2 separate regions of the Cricetulus griseus genome follow, and region 1 is linked to region 2. Evidence: chromatin contacts called from public Hi-C data. All regions are on one chromosome and are shown on one strand. Each heading gives the region's core, a stretch centred on a gene start, on an enhancer-like site or on the middle of the called end of the contact. The rest is flanking DNA. Distances are from core to core; before and after follow the strand shown. Region 1 overlaps Fam107b (protein FAM107B). Region 2 holds the start of Fam107b (protein FAM107B).

Region 1 (3,461 bases), core at 956-3,455, 56 kb before region 2:
GTCCAGTCTGTCACACTAGGACACGCTGTCCTCCAGTATCTACTTCAGAGGCATGCTTTCCTCCCATGTCTACTTCATGCACATTACAAATTGATGCTCCTAAGGATTAGAAAGCAACAGGGCAAAATAAGACCTCACTATTGTAACCTCACTCCTGTCCATGCAAACCACACTCGGAGTTCTAGTCACATAGGGCACCTCCTGCCACTGCATCTCAAAGGCAACATCACAAGAAATACTTGGGTACCACCAGCTCTTTCCTCAACCTCAGCAAACGAATTTGCACTACCCAAGTATGCATGGAGAAAAAAACTTCTAGCACTCACATGGATAACAGGCAGTCTGTTCCCTTCTATCCACTCATCTATTCTCAGGGCTACAACTGAGAGAGAGCAAAGAAAGGGAAGGTGGGTGACCTGGCAGCAAGATCCCTTTGGGGACATATAGAGAACATGTCCCTGGAAAACAACAGAACAATATGCTGACATTCTTGGGGAGAGCCACTTAACCCTTCTGAGACTCCCTCCCTGGCTCTCTCTGGGTCTTTCTGGAACTGTCCACTCTATGACCCCAGTGTTTGCACCCCCCTTCATGGAGAAACTCTCCCAGAAAGCAAGGCATCTGTCTCCTTTCTTAGACACCTGTAACTAACCAGGACTGTGATGCCTGAGAATGTGACTACTATTTCAAGACAGAAGAAAAGTCCCACTTGGGGGATGGAGCAACAGGAGCCAGACTGACTGCATGGCAGAAGCCAGGCAGGGCTGGTGCTAGTGAATGACTGCCATGCATACCAAGATGCATTCCTTGGTGCTGACCCCATGCCTGCTCCCTGACCTCAGAACAAACCAGATGAATATTTCATAATAATTAACAGGAGATTTGTACTTGCCTGTCCCAGTTCAGTGATTTTGACTTTCAAACTCAAAATCAGATAAGGGCCTGACTACAACAAAGTATTCCAACCTTGCCTTCTGTGGAAAGCCCACGGTTACTACTACTAAACCTGGTTACTTCCTCACTTACTAGAAAGGTCAGAGATCTACTGAGTCAGAGAACAGGGGAATGTGTGGGAGGAAGAGCCACACCTAAATGGTTTAGACTCCAGCTGTCACCTTCCTGATACACACACCACAACAAACATCCGGATACAGGGTAATCACAGGTTTCTGTCTATTGTCTGCAAGGACAAGGACCATCTCTCCTCCAGAGCTAATCCCCACCCCTCCAGGAACATGGAAATGTTGGGTTAACATTGAATTATGAAGTCCGCACTAACTGGAATGCTAAGAGTTCCTCCATGAATAAGCTCTTAGTCCAATGCCAGCTTCTACCCATGAAAGACACCCACCTCAGGTGATGACAGGTGGGCTGGGGCTAAGTGGAGGTGGAGGGAGAAGAGAAAGCAGGGCATCTATCCATGAATTCCAGCACAGACACGGGGAAAGAGCAAACATATATGCAGCGACAATCAAAGCAGGAATCCAAGTTTCAGTTATCAGTGATGTCTCCCTGAACTCCTGAGCTGGATACTAAGCTTCGAAGCCGAAACTAGGCAAAGTGACAGCCAACAACTACCAGCACCTTAAGGATAGCATGTGCAGGTGGAGGGCCACATGTGACCCCAGCAACAACCCTAGAGATAAAAGATTCAGACTCTTCAGCAATCAGAGAAACAAAATTTCATAACATGCTGGTGCTTATACTGATAATGGCATAATCTAAAAATAAATTGCAAGGCCACTAATCTCAAAACCTAGGTTTGCCAAACTGCAATACCTAATGTTTGTTTTAAAAAGTGCTGTAAAAAATTTTGAAAACTAACATGAAAATAAACATATTAGACACGCAAAGAATAAGCCAACTAAAAGAAAAAATAGCTGTAGCTGCATCGTTTTAAATATTTGAGGTAACACTGCATGAAATATTAAGGCTCAAAGCTACCAAATGAGGAACGCATAGAAGAGAACCCACACATTGCCTAGATGTTGCTAATATCAGACCTGCAACCTTAACCAAAAGGAGAAATACAAACCTTGTACATAGGGAGCGAGGGATCTCATCATAGCCAACCTGACTTTAGCACTGCTGCTCCCGGGCAAAATGTGACTCTTTGCTTGAAATCTCAAATGCACAAGGCACAGCTCTACAGTCCCTAAAGAGCCCAGAGCAGATTCATTCTAGTTAATCAGTAGACAAAGCAGGCCACCTGCTTCCATAAAAGGACCTGCTTCTCTACTTCAAGCCATGACATCCATTCAATGCAGGAGTGACTCCAAAGGTCAAAGTTCCAGAGGGAGGGAGGGTTGGGGACAGGCTGAAGGCAGACAAGGAAAGAATGGGGTAGCCCTTAACTCCAGGTGAGAGGAGACTTGGACCAGGATGCTACAGCACAAGTAGGTGGCCATCCTAAGTGTTTATGAATTCTCTGTTAGACTTTAGCTTCATGGAAGGCCTCCTCTCTGACACTAACAGAGTGGTGAGATGTTAAGTAGGGCCTCCTACTAATCAGACAAGACCCTGGGGGCAGTGGGGTGGGGCTCCATGAGTTCTCTAACCAGAGCAAACACTGTCTTTAATTTTCTCTGTCTTGGAGTAGGGGAGTAGGCACAGGAGCCCCCCACCCCAAGTCCCATGTATAGACTCTGGTCTTCTGTGGCCCAAGCAGTAGGCGTGTGCAACGCACCTCCTGCACACTGCTGTAAAGGTGTTGGGAAAAGGGGTGAAATGGCCCGAGGCAGCTTCTCCCTGTGCCCTCATTTCTGTACCACAAGGTGGCTGGTGCAGCACCTGGGAACTAGATAGGGCCACTTTTCCTTGGCTTTCCACCTGGAGCCATGAGGGCAAAGAAGCAGCCATATCTATGGCTTTCCTACTGGCTCTCTCATCTGTCAGCCATCCTGTTCACAGTTACTCAAGACCAACAACAGAATTCTGATCATGTGGCCCGTGCTCTGACTGAACTGGCATAAACACTATGCATCTTCACTCTCCTTGGCCTTCCTCCACCTTCCTCCACGTGAGGCCTTGGCCACTGCTGCTCCCTCTACTCAGACATGATTGCCCTTTTCTGTTCCATCCACCAATCCTTACAGCAAGCCAAATCTCACCCATCCTCTCAGATGCAGAGATATGTCATGTCTTCCGGGAAGCTTCTCCTAATTTCCTGACTGTAATTAAACTCTGGCCTCCAACCACTATAGAATCATCTTTTCTCTATTTTTCTATTATGCATCAATTGTGCATTTCAGAATATCTACATGTAACTTTCCATCCCTTTGTTGCAAAGACTCTCTTCAGCCACTTTGGATTTGTTCTATGGATGTTACTTAAAAGAAGTAACCAAATCAGGGGTAAACTACCAGTAGAGGGAGCCCCTGCGCAATTTGATTTCCTTGAACTCTTGGAACTGTGCTCAAAGTAGGGTGGGAGGCCAGTGGGGGTTCTTCACTGAATATCAA
Region 2 (3,444 bases), core at 678-3,177:
GCACTCTGCTTCTGAAGGACTATCTCAAAGGCTTCTTTTTACTTTGCATATTAAAGAATTCAAAGATCAAAATTTTTACAAGGGGAAAAACAACAAGTAATGATAAACATGTCCACTGGCCAAATATGTAGCTGAATGGCTTTTTAGACAGTCAAAACTCCTCACTGCACAGCGGAAACTTATTTTACTTTCTTAACGCAAACTCTGTTGAAGCATGTGTGGATGCATCAGGGAAACCACTGCTCCTTTCTACAAAGCAGCTCTTTCCATCATGCATTTCTCATGAATCTCAGAATATTTTTAAAGTAAGAACAAGATCTATTTGCTTTTTAAACAGAGACAGTCCCAAGCTACTCCTGAAATTCAAGGAATATATATACACATACATATGTATATGCATATATGTGTGTGTGTGTCATATTTCCCTCTCCCTTCTGAATAAGTAGTTATTGGCAAGACTATGAGAAAATATATTCCCAAACAAGTTGTTGGCCTAATTCTCTGTGAAAATGGCAAAGGACTATTACAAAGTTATCATTATTAAATGTCATACCTTAGACAATTAGTAAAGTATTCATTTAGTCTCCACACACACACAAACACACACACACACACCCCTTCCAGGAATGAAGCAAACACAACTTCATCCTCAGGGTATGTTTCAGTGATGGCCACATGACTGGCCTTTTTTTCTTTTCTTATTTTTGAAATTTTCACAAATGTATATGTTATATAATTTGAAGTGTAAAGCCTGAAACTACAAACACTAAGGAACCTTCTCTAGACGGGCGTCAGCACCTCTGATGGGATTTAAAGCAACTTTAACAGCTAACATTTCCAAATGATAGAGGAGTACCATGCCTAGAAAAAGACACCGGCCTACCTGTTAGCAAGAAAGCTCAAATTCAGAATGTCAAGTCTAGCATGCCTCATTCTGCTCCTCTTTTAGTCCCTTCAGTGTCAGGCCCATTCTAATCAAGTAACTTCTGTTAGCAGTCCTGGACAAAAATTTTTCTGAGGGACTGGTATGGTTTTGGTGTCTGCACTCCATCCTCTCAACAGGAGCCCTCTAAATTTCAAAGAGAGCTGGGACGCTCCACTTCCCGCACACATGTCAAAACTTGGCTCTAAAGCATCACATTACCTCCCAGCCATCCAGAAATGTTTCAGGAGGCAATCACGGAACCCAAACAAAATATAGGGACTTCTTGTGCGTAGACATCACCCAACCTCCTGGGGTTACCGGACTCAAAAGAGGCAAACAGAGTCTAACACAGAAAAGTTACTTGCAGAAAGGAAACAGGGTCACCACCACCTTTCTAAGCAGCGCGACCCCGCCTTTGTCTGCCGGGCAGGGGCTGGCGTCGGGCCGCTGACCCCATCCTGCCGCCGGGGCAGGCAAGGCTGGCTGGCATCTGGCCGCGGGCAGCGCAGCCGTTGCAGCCAGGGTCTCGGGGTCTGGGTCTGCTGGGCCGAGGATACAACAATGAGCTGAGCAGCAGCCCGGAATCCCCCCCTCTCCAGGGGCCCCTCCGCCCCAGAGCCCCTCCATCGGGGCCGCCGCCCGGGCCCTGCACCTTCGACCTTCCTAGGCAGCGCAGGGCCACCGGGCTCCCCGCCGCCCGCTTGCTCTCGAGGGACCGCGAACCCACCCCGCGCTGCTTGCCAACGACAGGGTCCCCCGGGCCGGGGTCAGGCAGGCGTCGCTGTGTCCCCGCGGGCGGCCGCCTCGCAGGCTCCTCGTCTTTGTGTGCGAAGTAAGTGTGGGGCCAGCCTACCTCGCACAAAGGCGCGCGGCTCCCCGGCGCGCTCCGCCGTTCGCGGTGGTAGCCGGCACCTTGACCGCCGGGGTGGCGAGAGGGCGGTTCCGACGGCGGTTACAACGCCGACTCCGAAGCCAGTCCGGCTCTGGGCGGCTCTCACACCCCGCGGCCCCGCGCGTCAGAATTAAGTGGCGGGGGCGGGCCGGGGGCGGGCCGGGGCCGCTGAGTCATCATTTGGCCACGCCCCCACGCTCCAGGCCACGCCCCCCGAGCATTCAGCTCTGGTTGGCCCTAGTGGATGGAAATGAGTGCTCTGGGTCCTGGGTCCTTTGGCAGGGGCCTCTGCTGTGTGGCTTTACTTTGGTTAGCTTGGGGACCCAGGAAAGAAGAACAGGGAGGTAGAGGGGAAAATTGTCACCTGTCTAATGGAAGGTGACAGATGCAAGTTCACTGGGTCCACACCTGCTTGTGTGTGTTCTCTCTCATCATTCTGTCTCTCTCTTGTCCCTATGTTTGTCTTTCTGTCTCTGGATGTCTTTTTTGTTTCTGTGTGTCTCTCAAGTCTCTTATGTGTCTCTGCCACTGTGTCTCTCTGCCTTTGTCTCTCTGTGTTCTCTCCTTTCTGTGTTCTCTCTCTCTCTCTGTGTGTCTCTCTCTGTCTCTGTCTCTCTCTCTGTCTCTCTCTCTGTCTCTCTCTCTGTCTCTCTCTCTCTCTGTGTGTGTGTGTGTGTCTCTCTCTCTCCAGACAGTTGAATTACTGCCAAATATTTTTGGAAGAAAACTCAAAAAGAATTTGTTATAATCACACAAACTCAAAACCAACTGAAGGCTCAGAACCCATGACCCAGGTTTTTCTCCCCATCCTCAGGAAAGGGCAGTTGTGGAGACCTAAATCAAGGAAGGACTGTTTCTCTTTTTTAAATTCTAATGTTAATTCTCTGTCTCTCTTACATCCAATCCAAAGGTTTGGCCAATCCAAACATTCTAATATTACCATGTGCCTGAATCACAGCAGAAACAAAAGCAAGACTCGTCTCAGGATGAAATGGAGGCCAGCAGGCTGATGGTTGTATACCAAAAGCTTTTTAATTTTCTTGGCAATGGATGACTAAGGATTTATTTATTAGGAAACTTTTCTGACTCAAAGAGCTTAGGTCATGTTCACAAAGGGAAAAAAATGCTCTCAATGGATTTCAATGAGCATATTACTTATTCCAAAGGTATCTGTCCTACACCGTGCCCCCAGCCAGCTCCTGGCCACCCTCCCTACCCAGAAGCCTGCTAAGCAATAGATTCACTCACCCGAGGATTTACATTACTCCACATTAGTCTGAAATATGACATGTAATAATGGTAACTTTGCAATATTTCTTTGCCACTTTCACATAGAGTTAAAAAGACAACTTGTTTTGGAATATATATATATATATATATATATATATATATTATATATAATTTTAAGATCCTTCCCAGCCTAAGCATCCTTCTGCTTGCACTTGGCTCATCTGCTCTCATTCCTCCTCACCCCTGCCCTGCATGGTGTTTTCTCCCTCCATAATGGCTCTCTAGTCACCACCAGAACTTGGGATCCAGCCTAGAGTCCTACTCCTCCCCCCACTGGTGTCAACTCTTACATTCTGACTAAAATGGCTAGCTTTCCCCTTACCCATCACCTGTAGTG

The links. Hi-C and Micro-C count contacts between places; a contact is called where the count stands out from the background.
Region 1: a contact with region 2 is called in a Hi-C map of fibroblasts, with 1.8 times the contacts expected there. The contact joins the enhancer-like site here to the promoter of Fam107b in region 2. A contact is called at or near these places in 3 of 8 Hi-C or Micro-C datasets (the CHK-Q cell line, the CHO-K1 cell line and fibroblasts).

What each region holds. Positions count from the first base shown.
Region 1 is chr3:221,049,310-221,052,770 of CriGri-PICRH-1.0, reverse strand. All of the region lies in intron 1 of Fam107b (protein FAM107B), which reads right to left. Among named protein-coding and RNA genes, the nearest start is that of Fam107b, 57 kb to the right of the region's middle. Within about 2 kb of position 2,205, at least 1 of the 6 cell types and tissues checked has open chromatin away from gene starts, as enhancers often do.
Region 2 is chr3:220,992,908-220,996,351 of CriGri-PICRH-1.0, reverse strand. It overlaps Fam107b (protein FAM107B), which reads right to left and starts at 1,927. Exons shown (of 4, transcript XM_027405206.2): 1 at 1,779-1,927.